Linked DNA regions of Mus musculus: region 2 is linked to region 1. A link is a contact called in public promoter capture Hi-C data. All regions are on one chromosome and are shown on one strand. Each heading gives the region's core, a stretch centred on a gene start, on an enhancer-like site or on the middle of the called end of the contact. The rest is flanking DNA. Distances are from core to core; before and after follow the strand shown.

What was found. Promoter capture Hi-C pulls out the DNA fragments that hold promoters and counts their contacts.
Region 2: a contact with region 1 is called in a promoter capture Hi-C map of the HPC-7 cell line. The contact joins two enhancer-like sites. A contact is called at or near these places in 11 of 39 promoter capture datasets (the 3T3-L1 cell line, the HPC-7 cell line, the SN4741 cell line and 6 more).

The regions. Positions count from the first base shown.
Region 1 is chr7:110,904,932-110,911,481 of GRCm38.p6, reverse strand. It overlaps Mrvi1 (MRV integration site 1), which reads left to right. Exons shown (of 21, transcript NM_194464.3): 11 at 5,932-6,055. It overlaps Gm16336 (predicted gene 16336), which reads right to left and starts at 6,497. Exons shown (of 3, transcript NR_045267.1): 1 at 6,379-6,497; 2 at 5,941-6,048; 3 at 5,631-5,783. Within about 2 kb of position 2,796, at least 29 of the 459 cell types and tissues checked have an H3K27ac peak or open chromatin away from gene starts, as enhancers often do. A contact at or near this core is called in the HPC-7 cell line, where this site is marked.
Region 2 is chr7:111,001,304-111,007,853 of GRCm38.p6, reverse strand. No RefSeq gene overlaps it. Among named protein-coding and RNA genes, the nearest start is that of Mrvi1, 22 kb to the right of the region's middle. Within about 2 kb of position 3,208, at least 17 of the 459 cell types and tissues checked have an H3K27ac peak or open chromatin away from gene starts, as enhancers often do. A contact at or near this core is called in the HPC-7 cell line, where this site is marked.

The DNA.
Region 1 (6,550 bases), core at 1,547-4,046:
TAGACACCCATGTAAAACAATAAGGAAATGGTCTGGTGAGGGACAAGGGATAACAGGACTGTGGAAGGATAGTTTGAAAGCCATTTGGAGGTGAGGAGAGTGGGACATGGTGAGAAAGGCATCAGAAAACCACCAGGAATCTGCATGGGTGGCCTTGTGGGTAATGGTGCTAGTACCAGGTCTCAGATCTCAGTAGGGAGAACTCCCTTGAGAAGAGGACCAAGCATCTGGATTTGAACATATTGAGTGCCCACGGGACACAGCTGAGATGCAACAGTTTGACAGAATCAGTTTTACATCCTGGTTCTACTATGGATGAGTTTGGCTCTGTGGGAATCTATCAGCCCTAACTGGTCTTCCGTTTCCCCGACTCAGCCGAACAACTGTAGACAGCCAACAAGAAAGAGTATGGAATGTGTGGCTGATGTTTTATGAATGGTGGCGTTGGAATGATTCTTATTCTCTGTATCTAGTTGGTGATGTCTACAGGGTCGTTGGAAGTCTGGACCAGGTTTCCAAGGAAGGTGGATGGTTCTACACAGCTCAAGGCTGGGCCACAGTCTCATGTCTCACACAGGGAAAATGCTTACCTGAGAAGACAGACGCAAAGAAATGTATTCTAACTGGTGTCTCTGGCCTTGGAGGAAATTAAAAACCTCCTTGTTGCACTAAAATACCCCCCTTTCCACAAATACAGAAGAGGATAGGGAGGAAGGAGAGAGATTAGACTAGATGTACCCTTCAAGATAAGAACATAACAATTTAATTGAGTTTGAGTTGAAGTGAAGTGAAACCGTAGGACTTGCTGAATCTCTGCTATTACTTCCTCCACAGAGGAGAAATTAGTTTTGACAATGTATTAGGAAATATATTAAGGGTTTAGAGTTGTGGATTTTTCTGGCTTTGATTTGGAGCAATTGTTCTAAATTCTTAACCCAGCATAACGTCGGTCACATATGGCAAGACACAGAAATAATAGTCATGAGAGAAGTTTATATTCACAGATTCCCTAACACAGGGGCACAGTACACCCTCTGGGCCAGATAGAAAAGCACCAGGGTCAGCTAGGAGGTAGAAGGTGGGTGGGAAGGATCTTTACTGGGGTTTTCATGACAAGGAGTGAGCTGAGCAGAGTAGGTACCTTAGGAACCTCGGAGTCAGATAGTTTGAGTAATTTTAGCGGGCTCTGAAAAGGAGACAGGAGTCTAATTGTTGGATACTTGATGATGTGGAGCAAGAATGGATATTGCCTTGGTATGTGAGAGATGGCTAAAGGAGAGGGTTGGAAATACAGGTTCTAGGTTGATTGGGTTGGTTTAGATGTCAAAGGTGTACTTAAAGGAGAGTTCCCCCCCCCCCCGTCTCCTGTAATGAGCTAGCCCCAGAGAGTCAGTCTTTCCAAGATTGAAGACCCTAAACAGAAAAAGCAGAACATCTCATTATATATTTTCTTTGCTAGCGATTTCTTCCAGCTTTCTTGCCTCTGACTGGCTAGCTGATGAATTCTCCTCTGTGTGTGGTCAAGGTTATAACATTTCCATTCTACTTTGTAACCAGTTTTCACAGTTGTCCAGTTGTGCACCCGAATAAAAGGGTTTCATGCTTACTGCCAGTTCCCTCCTTGTGGCTAACCATCCTTAAGCATTTTTATTTTGATTTATGTTTTATTTAGTTGGACTTCATTATCTAGTAGTTTTCCTGGGAAGCACTGGAAGTATTCTGTGTCCTGAGTTCTAGCATATTTGAAAACATCTTATTTATCAATAGCCTGCATAACTATAACATTATTGGCTAATTCATTTCTATGAAATGTTTCCCAATTGTTTTCAGCATTGTAGAGATACCCAAGACCTCTTATTTACTGTGTCCCTTAACCTTTATATTCCCTGCATGTGTATTTTCTTTCCTGTTAGGAATAAGAACAGTAGCATTTCTTTATAGACATGCCTTGAGAAGAAAAGAAAAGAAAACAAAACAAAAGAAAACAAAAGAAGGAAAAACAAAAGAATGGAAAGAAAAGCTTCAGATGTATAGTTAACCTCCAAGTTCAACTCTTCCCTCCACTAAGGACAAGTTTTCTTCTATTATGTCTTTGAATATATTATTTGTTCAATGAAAGGGTCGATAGAACTCAACTTAGAACCTTCCTTCTTCAATCTTTCTTTTCCTCTTTATATTCTTTATGATCATTCAATCTATCTGGTCCACCTTACTAATTCATGTAAAACTGTGCGTGTTATATGTCCTCATTTTTAAAAAACAACCTGACCAGTTCTGTTTTTTCAATCTCTTATTCATTCCATTCTTGGTCTTTAATTTTTTTCCTTAAATAGAATCCTTGTCCATTATGTGTGATCTTCTTTTCTTGTCCTGATTTCTTATTCTCATTTTTTTCAGATTCTAATTTCCCCTAGAGTTAAGCAGTTACTGTATATATTTTGCACAGAAATGCAGTTTTTCTTTTTCCCCTATGTTCCCTGCATCTATGTGTCCATCCGTACATCTGCCTCCTGTGTTTCCATTCTTCCTTCCTTTCTACCTTCCGTCTTTCCTTCCTCTTTTCACTCTAGTATTTTTGTCTAGCTGCCATGTCATTGGTTTCCATTTCATCTGTTTGTGACTGGACATTTCCACCGGGATCTCCTCCTTCCTTGAATGTGTTGGGGGAGGAGGGTTGGTTTTCATTCACTCCCTCCTGCCACATCTGAGATCTCTTTGTCTTCTTCTCTCAGTACTGAGGACTGGGTGCTCATGGGTACTTCTTTGCTGCTTGAGTGGGAGGAAAGAGGAAGTTCAGACAAAGCTGTTAACAGCAGCATTTGTAGGCTTTCTGCTTCTTTTCTATAACTTTGTTCAGAGTCCAAAACTGGAGTTTATTATGGCAAATTGAGATATTTCTGTTCCTCCAGCTGGGGATTAGTGAGATTTGGAGCACCAGTTTAGGATGGAATTGTATCAAGAGTCTGTCCAGATGTTTATTGTCTAGACTTGACCCACCCCTTACCAAGAGCCATTCATTCTTCAGCCAGGCAAAGGAAGAAAAGGTAGACGAAATCAAGGACTTTAGCCACTGTGCTATTCTCTAACGTGGTTCGTGTGGAGCTTAAGTTGGAGCTCTCCATACGGCTCCTGCTACATCCGAAGAGCTTGCTTTATTTGTTTAGTTGTTTTCAATCTTCCCTTCTGGTGAGCTCCTACATATTATACAGGTAATTCTGATACAATACCAATACTCATTCCTCCTTTCTTCTCTCCTCCTTCTTGGCAGGGAAAGCTAAATGCCAATACAGGCAGCACTTTCTCTTTCTCTTCTTGGCAGTGTTGGTGTGGTAGGGTGTAGGACTTTCTAGAGAAACTTTCTTTCTGACGTTCCTCTGCAGGCTGCCTACTCATTCTATCTACTCTTTCTTGTTCTGTGCTCTTATATTCTTAGAAACTTCCTTATCCAGAATCCATTTTTGTTTTTAAAAAGACAGGGTTTCTCAGTGTAGCCCTGGCTGTCCCAGAACTCATTCTGTGACTAGACTGGCATTGAACTCAGAGATCCCTCCTGAGTGCTGGTATTAAAGGCATGCACCATCACCTCCTGTCAACATTTATTTTTTTTTAATATTTTGTTTGTATGAGTGTTTTGTCTGCATGTGTGTCTGTGTACTACATGCACACCTGATGCTTGAGGAGGTGGTGAGCCCCCACATGGGTGCTGAGAATTGAACCCAGTTCCTTTGCAAGAACAAGTGCTCTTAACCACTGAGCCAACTCTCCACCCCCAGAATCCACTCTTAGGCCAGGTGTTGAGATGCATGCTTGTAATCCCAGAATGCAAGAGGCTGAGACAAGAGGACCAGTACAAGCTAAAGGCTGGCTTGGACAATATAGTGGCACCCTGACTCAAAGCAAACAAACTCAATAAAACCCCTGTTCTTGGAGGGAGGAAGAAAGAGGAATCAAAGGTGGGGGTACCCCATTTATTTCTAGGAAATTCTGTTTTTAGCCATTATTATTATTATTTTCAGTACTTTATTTTTCTGTATTTAATCATTGTTGGCACATATATAATTGATAATATGATTTTTGGTTGTTAATTAGTTGCATTCAGGGAAAGGGTATTTGGTTCTGGTATCCACATATACATGGAACTGCTATTTGATAAGAGCTGGTAGCCCTAATTAGTTTCTTTTCTCCTTTCTATTTTTGTTCCTCCTCCTTCCCCTCATTTTCTCTCAACTTAGAGAAATGTTTTAGGCAGAAGCCCCCGGTGTGTCCTTCATCTGGAATTAGATTTGATGTTTCAGACACACATACAGCAACCTCAGGAGCCCCCCGCTTAGCTGGCTCTCTGCTAAGTGTGGCAGAGGTGTATAGATACAGAGCAAGGTCACAGATGACACATGGAGCTATCAGTGAGCAACAAATGCCAGCAGAAAGCAAGAGCTGACAGGTAGCTACAGGAACTTCTGGTCTAATGGTACACCTAGAGATGTAGTGTTGGCTGTCCTGTCCATGACAGATGACCCTGTAGCCTTCACTTGAATAACTGACACATCAAGGAGTCTATAATACTGTTCTGTTATTGAACAGGGTCAATCTGTTAAAAACCTATTCACTGTGAACCCAACTGTGTCCCTTCTCCTCTCTGCTTTGTCTCCCTTGGTGATAGGAATCCCAGTCTTAATTCCAGCCAGATGATTGGTACAACTCTGCCTTCTGTTCTGACCTCTAGCCTGGCCTGCAATTCTGGAAAACAGACAAGCAAATTGGAACACTGCTAGGTCAAAAGCCATGGCAGACAGTAAAAAATGGGGATAGATAGCTGCGTGTAAATGCAGCACCCTCACTGGTCAGGATCAGTGGGATCCTGAGGTGGCTCGAATGAAAGATGTCTAAGATGTCTGAGGTTGTTGCTTCACCCTAAATATGCTGTGAGTGAGAACACGGTAAGGCACAGCAAGTCTATCTTGTGTGGATGTGAAGGTCTGTGCCCAAGGTGTTGGCCAGCGGTCTGGGTTACACTTGCTAGAGAACATCTGGGGTCTCTCAAACAGCAACAAGGCAGAGTATGTATAGGCATGGGATGGGTCTAGAGACCATGAACCATAGGATTCCTCAAAGAGCCACTGGGAAGTAGGCGACAGATCCAGGAAAGAGCTGCTCAAGCAGAAGAGAGATTTACAGCCTGCTCTCTCCATTTCCTGGTTACAACCTTGCATCATTTGGGGAGGCAGCACATGCTGTTTGTTGGCTCTGTTGACTAGCAGACATCCGTATTTCTGAGACCTGTGACGGGGCTCATGACCTTAGCTTTATCCTGGAAAATACCTGCTTCTGTTACTATCTAGTGGCAAACAAGATGCTGACTTCTAGGTAGGACCTAGGAGATGGTGCTTTTGGATTTATTTGGGAAAAATTATCAGTCAAGAGATCCCTTTAAGAGCCTGACAAATAGAGAGGTTTTTTTCCCAAACACCCATAATCAAAGAGTCAACCAGCTTCCAGTTGCCAGAAACCAACATCTAAATGCTGACACACGATCATACTTGACACTGGGGATTATGGGAAGAAACGACTGGGGCCAGATAGATGTTGGTTTGCCATCAAGCTGCGCCATTTGCTATGCCTGTAATCTTCAGCAAGCTACCAACTTTATTGAGCCTTATACTATCCACAAGCAGAAGAGAGATTTACAGCCTGCTCTCTCCGTTTCCCGGTTACAGCCCTGCATCATTTGGGGAGGCAGCACAGGCTGTTTAAGGGATGGTTAAGAAGCAGCTCTTCAGGCCACTCTGAGGGTAAAGTAAAATAGAAAACAATTAATAAGGTCTCTGGCATGTAACAACGTGCTTACGAGTGTTGACAGCTCTCGTGGGACCTGCCAATAGTACTAGTATGATTTGAAACAGGCATTCTATAAGGAAAACTCTTATTTTCCAGGAGTCTCACCTGAACTCGCCCCAGCAGCTGAGGAAGAAGAGTCCAAGAGTGGTCTGGATGTGATGCCCAACATTTCTGACATATTGCTGCGCAAACTTAGGGTTCACAAGTCACTCACTGGAAGGTAAATCAGGACATGAGCTTTTGAAGATCTTTCAGGGGGTCCCCATGTTAGACCATGGGTGGAACACAGCAGAGTATCAGTTTTGGTTTTCATTCTGAAACGGATGCAGTCCAGTGGTCCAGGCAGAGCTAATGCAGCCAAAATACAAAGCACAGGGTGGGCCATGTTGGTATTTCCAACTCCAAGAGTATATGAAATTCAGGCAAGAACCTTTGAGGACACAAGGGTCACCAGAGGTGAAAGTGGTGGGCTTTGGGCCAGAGGACATACATTTCAAAGTACTTGCCAGGGGACACACATTTCAATCCATATAAACCACTTACCTGTGGGACAGACGGTATATGGAGAGATGCACAAAATCCAAAATCATGTGACGAACTGAGCAGAAAGTGCCCCAGACTTCTGCTCACAGGGAGAAGGTTCCTTTCCTTTCTGAGTTTTGGCTTCATTGCCTGTAGAAGAGTCGTAAGTGATCTGCCACTGGCAGGATGCACT
Region 2 (6,550 bases), core at 1,959-4,458, 96 kb before region 1:
ACCAAGAGTGTCTGTGTCTATGGCACTCTTTACACTCAATTTTTAAAATATTGATGCTCATGGCCATACTGCGGCTGAACGTCATTGTTCAGAGCCAGATAGGCCCAATGAGATGGTTAAATGGAAAAATGTCCTTGATAATAAATGGTATGGCCCGGATCCTATTTTGATAAGATCCAGGGGAGCTATTTGTGTTTTCCCACAGAATGAAGACAACCCATTTTGGATACCAGAAAGACTCACCCGAAAAATCCAGACTGACCAAGGGAATACTGATGTCCCTCGTCTTGGTGATGTCCAGGGCGTCAATAATAAAGAGAGAGCAGCGTTGGGGGATAATGTCGACATTTCCACTCCCAATGCCGGTGATGTATAATGCTCAAGTATTCCCCTGCTTTTTTACCACTAACTAGGAACTGGGTTTGGCCTTGATTCAGACAGCCTTGGCTCTGTCTGGACAGGTCCAGACGACTGACACCATTAACACTTTGTCAGCCTCAGTGACTACAGTCATAGATAAACAGGCCTCAGCTAATGTCATGATACAGGGTGGTCTCATGCTGGTTAATCAACTCATAGATCTTGTCCAGAAACAACTAGATGTATTATGGCAAATAGCTCAGCTGGGATGTGAACAAAAGTTTCCGGGATTGTGTGTTACTTCCATTCAGTATGAGAAATTTACTAGGGCAGCTAATTTGTCAAAAAGTCTTTCTCAGTATATGTTACAGAATTGGACGGCTGAATTTGAACAGATCCTTCGGGAATTGAGACTTCAGGTCAACTCCACGCGCTTGGACCTGTCCCTGACCAAAGGATTACCCAATTGGATCTCCTTAGCATTTTCCTTCTTTAAAGAATGGGTGGGATTGATATTATTTGGAGATACACTTTGCTGTGGATTAGTGTTGCTTCTTTGGTTGGTCTGTAAGCTTAAGGCCCAAACTAGGAGAGACAAGGTGGTTATTGCCCAGGCGCTTGCAGCTCTAGAACATGGTGCTTCCCCTGATATATCTATGCTTAAGCAATAGGTCGCTGGCCATTCAGCTCTTGCACCCCACGAGGCTAGTCTCATTGCACGGGATAGAGTGAGTGTGCTTCAGCAGCCCGAGAGAGTTGCACGGCTAAGCACTGCAGTAGAAGGGCTCTGCGGCATATATGAGCCTATTCTAGGGAGACATGTCATTTTTCAAGAAGGTTGAGTGTTCAAGTGTCCTTCCTCCAGGAAAAACAACACGGGACCAGACCAGGACCCCTCTAGGTGATGAGCCTGGAAGGAGGTTATGTGTACGGCTCCTTTACCTGCACACTGGGGATTTGACCTCTATCTCCACTCTCATTAATATGGGTGGCCTATTGCTTTTATTAATAGAAAAGGGGGAACTGTGGGAAGCCGCCCCCACATTCGCCGTTACAAGATGGCGCTGACAGCTGTGTTCTAAGTGGTAAACAAATAATCTGCGCATGTGCCAAAGGTAGTTCTCCACCCCATGTACTCTGCCTTCCCCGTGACTACAACTCGGCCATGGGCTGCAGCCAATCAGGGAGTGATACGTCCTAGGCGAAGGATAACTCTCCTTAAGAGGGAAGGGGTTTCGCTTTCGCTTTGGGCTTTGGGCTTGCTCTCTGGCTCCTAAAAGATGTAAACAATAGAGCTCTTGCTCTGCGCTCTGGCGCTCTGGCGCTCTGGCCCTCTGGCTCCTAAAGATGTAAGCAAAGGGGGGCTTGCACTCTTACTCCTGAAGATGTAAGCAATAAAGTTTTGCCGCAGAAGATTCTGGTTTGTTGTGTTCTTCCTGGCCGGTCGTGAGAACGCGTGTAAGAGGGGGAGGCACTGAGTCTAAAGGAGTGCCTGCCTGCATTTCATGTTGAGTATAGTTCAGGGACAGAAGTGGAGCCTCGGCTTTGTGACGGGGTTTTACTGTTTATCTTCCATCTTGTCATTGCTGTTGTTTGTTTTCCAGACAGGGTTTCATGTACTCTGTAGAGTTGAGGCTGGTCTTGAATTTCTGATGCCACCATACCCTACTTCTAAGGTCAGCATCGCAGACCTGGCACCACGGGCACTTTTACCAGACTGAGCAGGCTCCTCAGCTCATGACTTTTAAGTCTTTCATTGGTGAATATTCATTGTACAAAGTCATGGCTTCATAACATTTTGTTCAAAATATCCTGAACTGTGACCACATTCACCCACTATCCTCTCCTGTCCTTATCCTGCTTCCTTCCCACCCCACAGATCTTGTTATGTCATATGTGTATACATGTATGTACCCAGGGAGCTTAGGTTCCATGTATGAGAGAAGTATGTGACATTATCCTTCTGGATATTTTTTGACACAATATGATTTCCAATTTCATCCATTTTCCTGCAAGTGATACTTTTTTTTTCTTTTCTTCAGCTGAATAATCCTGTGTGCATATGTGTACCACGTTTTCATTACACATTCATCTTTTGATGAACAGCTAGACTGATTCCATTTCCTCGCTGTTGTGAATAGAGCAGTAAGAAATATGGATGTGCACATATCTGTACAGTATGATCTAGAGTCCTTTGGTGTGGGAACAGGATGGAGGATGGGGGGGGGGATGAGAGATGATGAAGTCATGTGATGAATCCAGGGAAATCAGACTCCAGAGACCAGCATCTGGGTGCAGATCTGCATTTATTGTCCAGCACATAAGCTTATATCCAGTGTTTGAGGCAATGCCAAGCCGCTAAATCCTCGGCCAGTTGTATCTCGCCACACTGTCACCATGCCCCAATGAAAGCCCTGCCTGATGAGGTTACTCAGAAGGAGCAGGGGACACACACACACACACACACACACACACACACACACACACACACATATCATCACTTATTAGAACTTGGTGAAGATGGGGAAGCAGCCACCACCCTGCCTCGTTCCTTCTTGCTGTCTCATGGGTATGTTAGGAGCCATCTTAGATCTAATGCCCTGTACTCCTCAGATCAGGACTCTTTGAGGAGTCGCAGGAGCCTGTGGTGCCTCGTTCTCCATCCAAGTTATCCCTTCACAAGATTGCCTTCCACATCTCTCTCACTTTGGGCATTTGCTCAGGAGTTAGCTGGGTCACATGGTAATCCTATTTTCAATTTTCTGAGGAACTTCCACACTGGTTTCAAGAATGGCCGTTATCTAAAGGCTACCTTAGAGTCTCAACATCATGTTCCAGGGAGCCATTATTTACCAGACTTAGATAGCCAATGTGTTTTCTAATGTGGTTTTCTTCTCTGCTATAGGCGTGGCTTAAAATGAGGTTCATAAATTTTGCCTTATTCTAGAAAATTTATTTTCATATTGTACATGTATGTTAGACTATTTAACACTTAGAGTGTTTACTCATGCCCATCCAAAGCAGGCACACACACTGGAGAAAATGCCAGTGTGTTGGCAAGATAGATGTGCAGAGCCCAGAGGAGGAATGTGTTCTGAGCTGCCAGCTTTCTGCAGGCTGGCCTGGCCCCATCTAGTGAGCCCATAAGCCCATATCTGAGCCCACAGACACACAGGGAAGCAATTGTGGCCAGCTGATAGCAGCTAGAACACCCCCTCCCCCAGGAAGTGACTGGGGGCACATCCTCTGGACTTGTCAGTATGCTCCCTGGCCTGGAATCAGAAGAAAAAGGAAGGGGTTGTGTTTTGGCAAGATGCTGAACTTAAACTTGAACCAAGGATGCATGAATGTAAGCTCATTATGTGACTTTTGGGGGATCACTGGGCACAGTCATCCTCCATTCTGTTCATTTGTAAAGGGAGTTATTTCCCTTTTGACTACACTTTATTCCCACCCAACTAAGCTCCAAGAAGGTCGGCCCCTGAGACCAGTGACTTCTGACCCGGGGCATCATCCTCCTTGAGGGATGCTCCTCACGTGAACTTCTGGCCAGCCCTAAAACCATCCTTTCATTGAATTGCAGTTTTTTGCCCTCCTGAGTCCTGGATGCTCCATTTCTGCATCCCCTTTAGCCCCTCACATCTATGCTCCATTCTACCCAACTGCTGATGTGTTTTCTGCCCACCTTGGATTCTTCCTCCCCCTCCCCCCATCTTTTAAAAGATTTCCCACTCTGGATTCTTTTTTTGTTTTGTTTTGTTTTTTGGTTTTTTCGAGACAGGGTTTCTCTGTATAGCCCTGGCTGTCCTGGAGCTCACTTTGTAGACCAGGCTGGCCTCAAACCCAGAAATCCGCTTGCCTCTGCCTCCCGAGTGCTGGGATTAAAGGCGTGCGCCACCATGCCCAGCCCACTCTGGATTCTTATGGCCTTCTTCTTGTACCCAGCTCACTCTGTACAGCTTAGACCTACCTACCAGGCCCATAAACACTGGTTTACTGTTAGCAGCTAAGTAATGCAGGCACCAAGGTGACTGTTATCTTTCTGACATAAGTGAAGAATCCCCGGAGGGTGTTCTCATCTCTCATTTTCCTTTTTGGGTTATGACCTTGAACTGAGCACATATCTTAAACATGCTCAGGAATGTGCCAGACTCCATAGTACCCCACATAAATATTTGTAGGTTCAAGATAAAACTCTCCAAGCCTCCTTTATTTAGGGGTGGGGTATCATTTTACATGCTTTTCCTAGCCTGCCTCATCTGTGCAGGTAACATTGCTCTTGCCACGCCTTCCTAGCCTTTACTTTCCTCTTTTTTATCCCAATTATGCTTACTCTGGCTTTGATCCCACGACACAAGCCTGCTATGCTTGCTTGCTTCGTCTTCCTGACTCCCATTGGCAGCCTGGCCTCCACTGCCGTCCCTTACTGATATGCTGGCTGACCCAGCTCTTGTGTGACCAGCTTGGAGCCGTATGTGTTCTCATCAGCATGAGCAGGAAGCCTGTTTGTGCTGACAGTAACAGTGTTTGAGCATGTCTACATGAAGGCTGTGGAGTGTGTGTGCGCGCACACATGTGTGTGTGTGTGTGTGTGCGTGCACATGTGAGTGCAGTTGCCCTCAGATCTGGAGCTAGATTAAGGTTGTGAGCTTTAAGACACATGAGATTACTCACAAGGAATCTCTTCCATAACAGCAGTGTGTGACAAAGAGCAAAGAACAGGGCTCCAGAGACAGGCAGCAGAGTTCAATAATGAGTGACTCAGCAACCTTTGCCTCAGATACTTCTTAACCTTTCAGAAGAACTTTGGAGTCCTCGTTTGGATAAGCAGAATAAATAAAAGTACCCAAATTCTTTGGGTTAATGTAAAGATAAACATAAAGCTAACTAACATCGATAAGTCTGATTTACAGTTAGAAAAACATCTAATGTAGCACTAGTTTGCTAAGATTACTGTAACAAATTGCCACAGGCTGACCAGCTTAAATAGCAGAAATTCATTATCTCATGGCTCCACTGGCTGCAATGAAAGCATTCTGGGGTTGGCTCCTTCTGAGGGAAGGCCCTGATTCAGACGGCTTCTTTTTCTGTCTCTCTTTGAGGTGTTGCACTCCTTGTGAGGGACTCTCAGTGCCCAAATATCCTTTTCTTTTTTAAACTAATAGTCATATTGGACTAGGGCCCACTCTAATGATCTCATCTTAACTAATTACATCTGCAACTGCAACAACCTTATTCCCAAATAAGGTCACACTCTGAGGTACTGGGGACCAGGACTTATGCATGTGAATTGTGGGGTAACAGCACAATTCGTAACTGTAATTAACACTCTCAGAAGTTTTACTAAGGCCTTGGTTACTGCAAGGACTTTTGTGGAACCCCTTGGGGAGCCCTTCTGTTGAGCGTTATGCTAGTCACACCCTAGGACGAACAGCTCATGTGTGGAGGAAGCTGAGTCTGGAAAAAGGCTCTTTTGTTCTTCTCTGTTTTCTCTTAGCCCAAACAGTGGCAACAGAGAAGGTGAGAAGGATGAGGTAGCGTTCAAGGGTCATGCAGGCCACATGTAAGCCAGGTGTCCATGTGGGACCTCTGGGCCAGCAGGCCACCATGCTCAACTTAGGCTGTATAGAGTATTGAACCAGAACTCCATGCATGCGAGATGATCACTCTACCACCTGAGCTACACCCCGGCCCCTCAGTCTATCTTTATGCCATTAGCTGGATCCTAATGTATTGGTTGCTCCCCAAGGAAAACCACATTTGGGGAAGCTCTACTCTGAGAGACAGGGGTGAGAGTGGGACATTTAAATATTTGGTGTGTTCACAGGTGCACACAGGTGTCCTGTCCTTTGGACAGTTGTCATTTCTGCCTCTCATCAGGTCAGGGGTCTGTTTGTGAATATGATAGCAATGTCCTGGTCATCCTGACCCCTGGCTGGTGGCCCCTGGGGATTGGTGCTGAACCCTTGGGTGTTGGCCCAGCCTGAGATGCTGTGACTTAGCCCCCATCTTCACTCTGGAGTCTGTGCTGCCTTTGTGGAGGACCTGGAGCCAGGTTCTATCCTTTCAGAACCACCCCAGATCCACTAATTTATCTTCTAACTCAGCTCAGATTCAGCAAGAATTTATTGACTATCCATGTTATGTTGGCAGTTATGCATAGGTGGGATCTTATAGATGATCCTAAGCT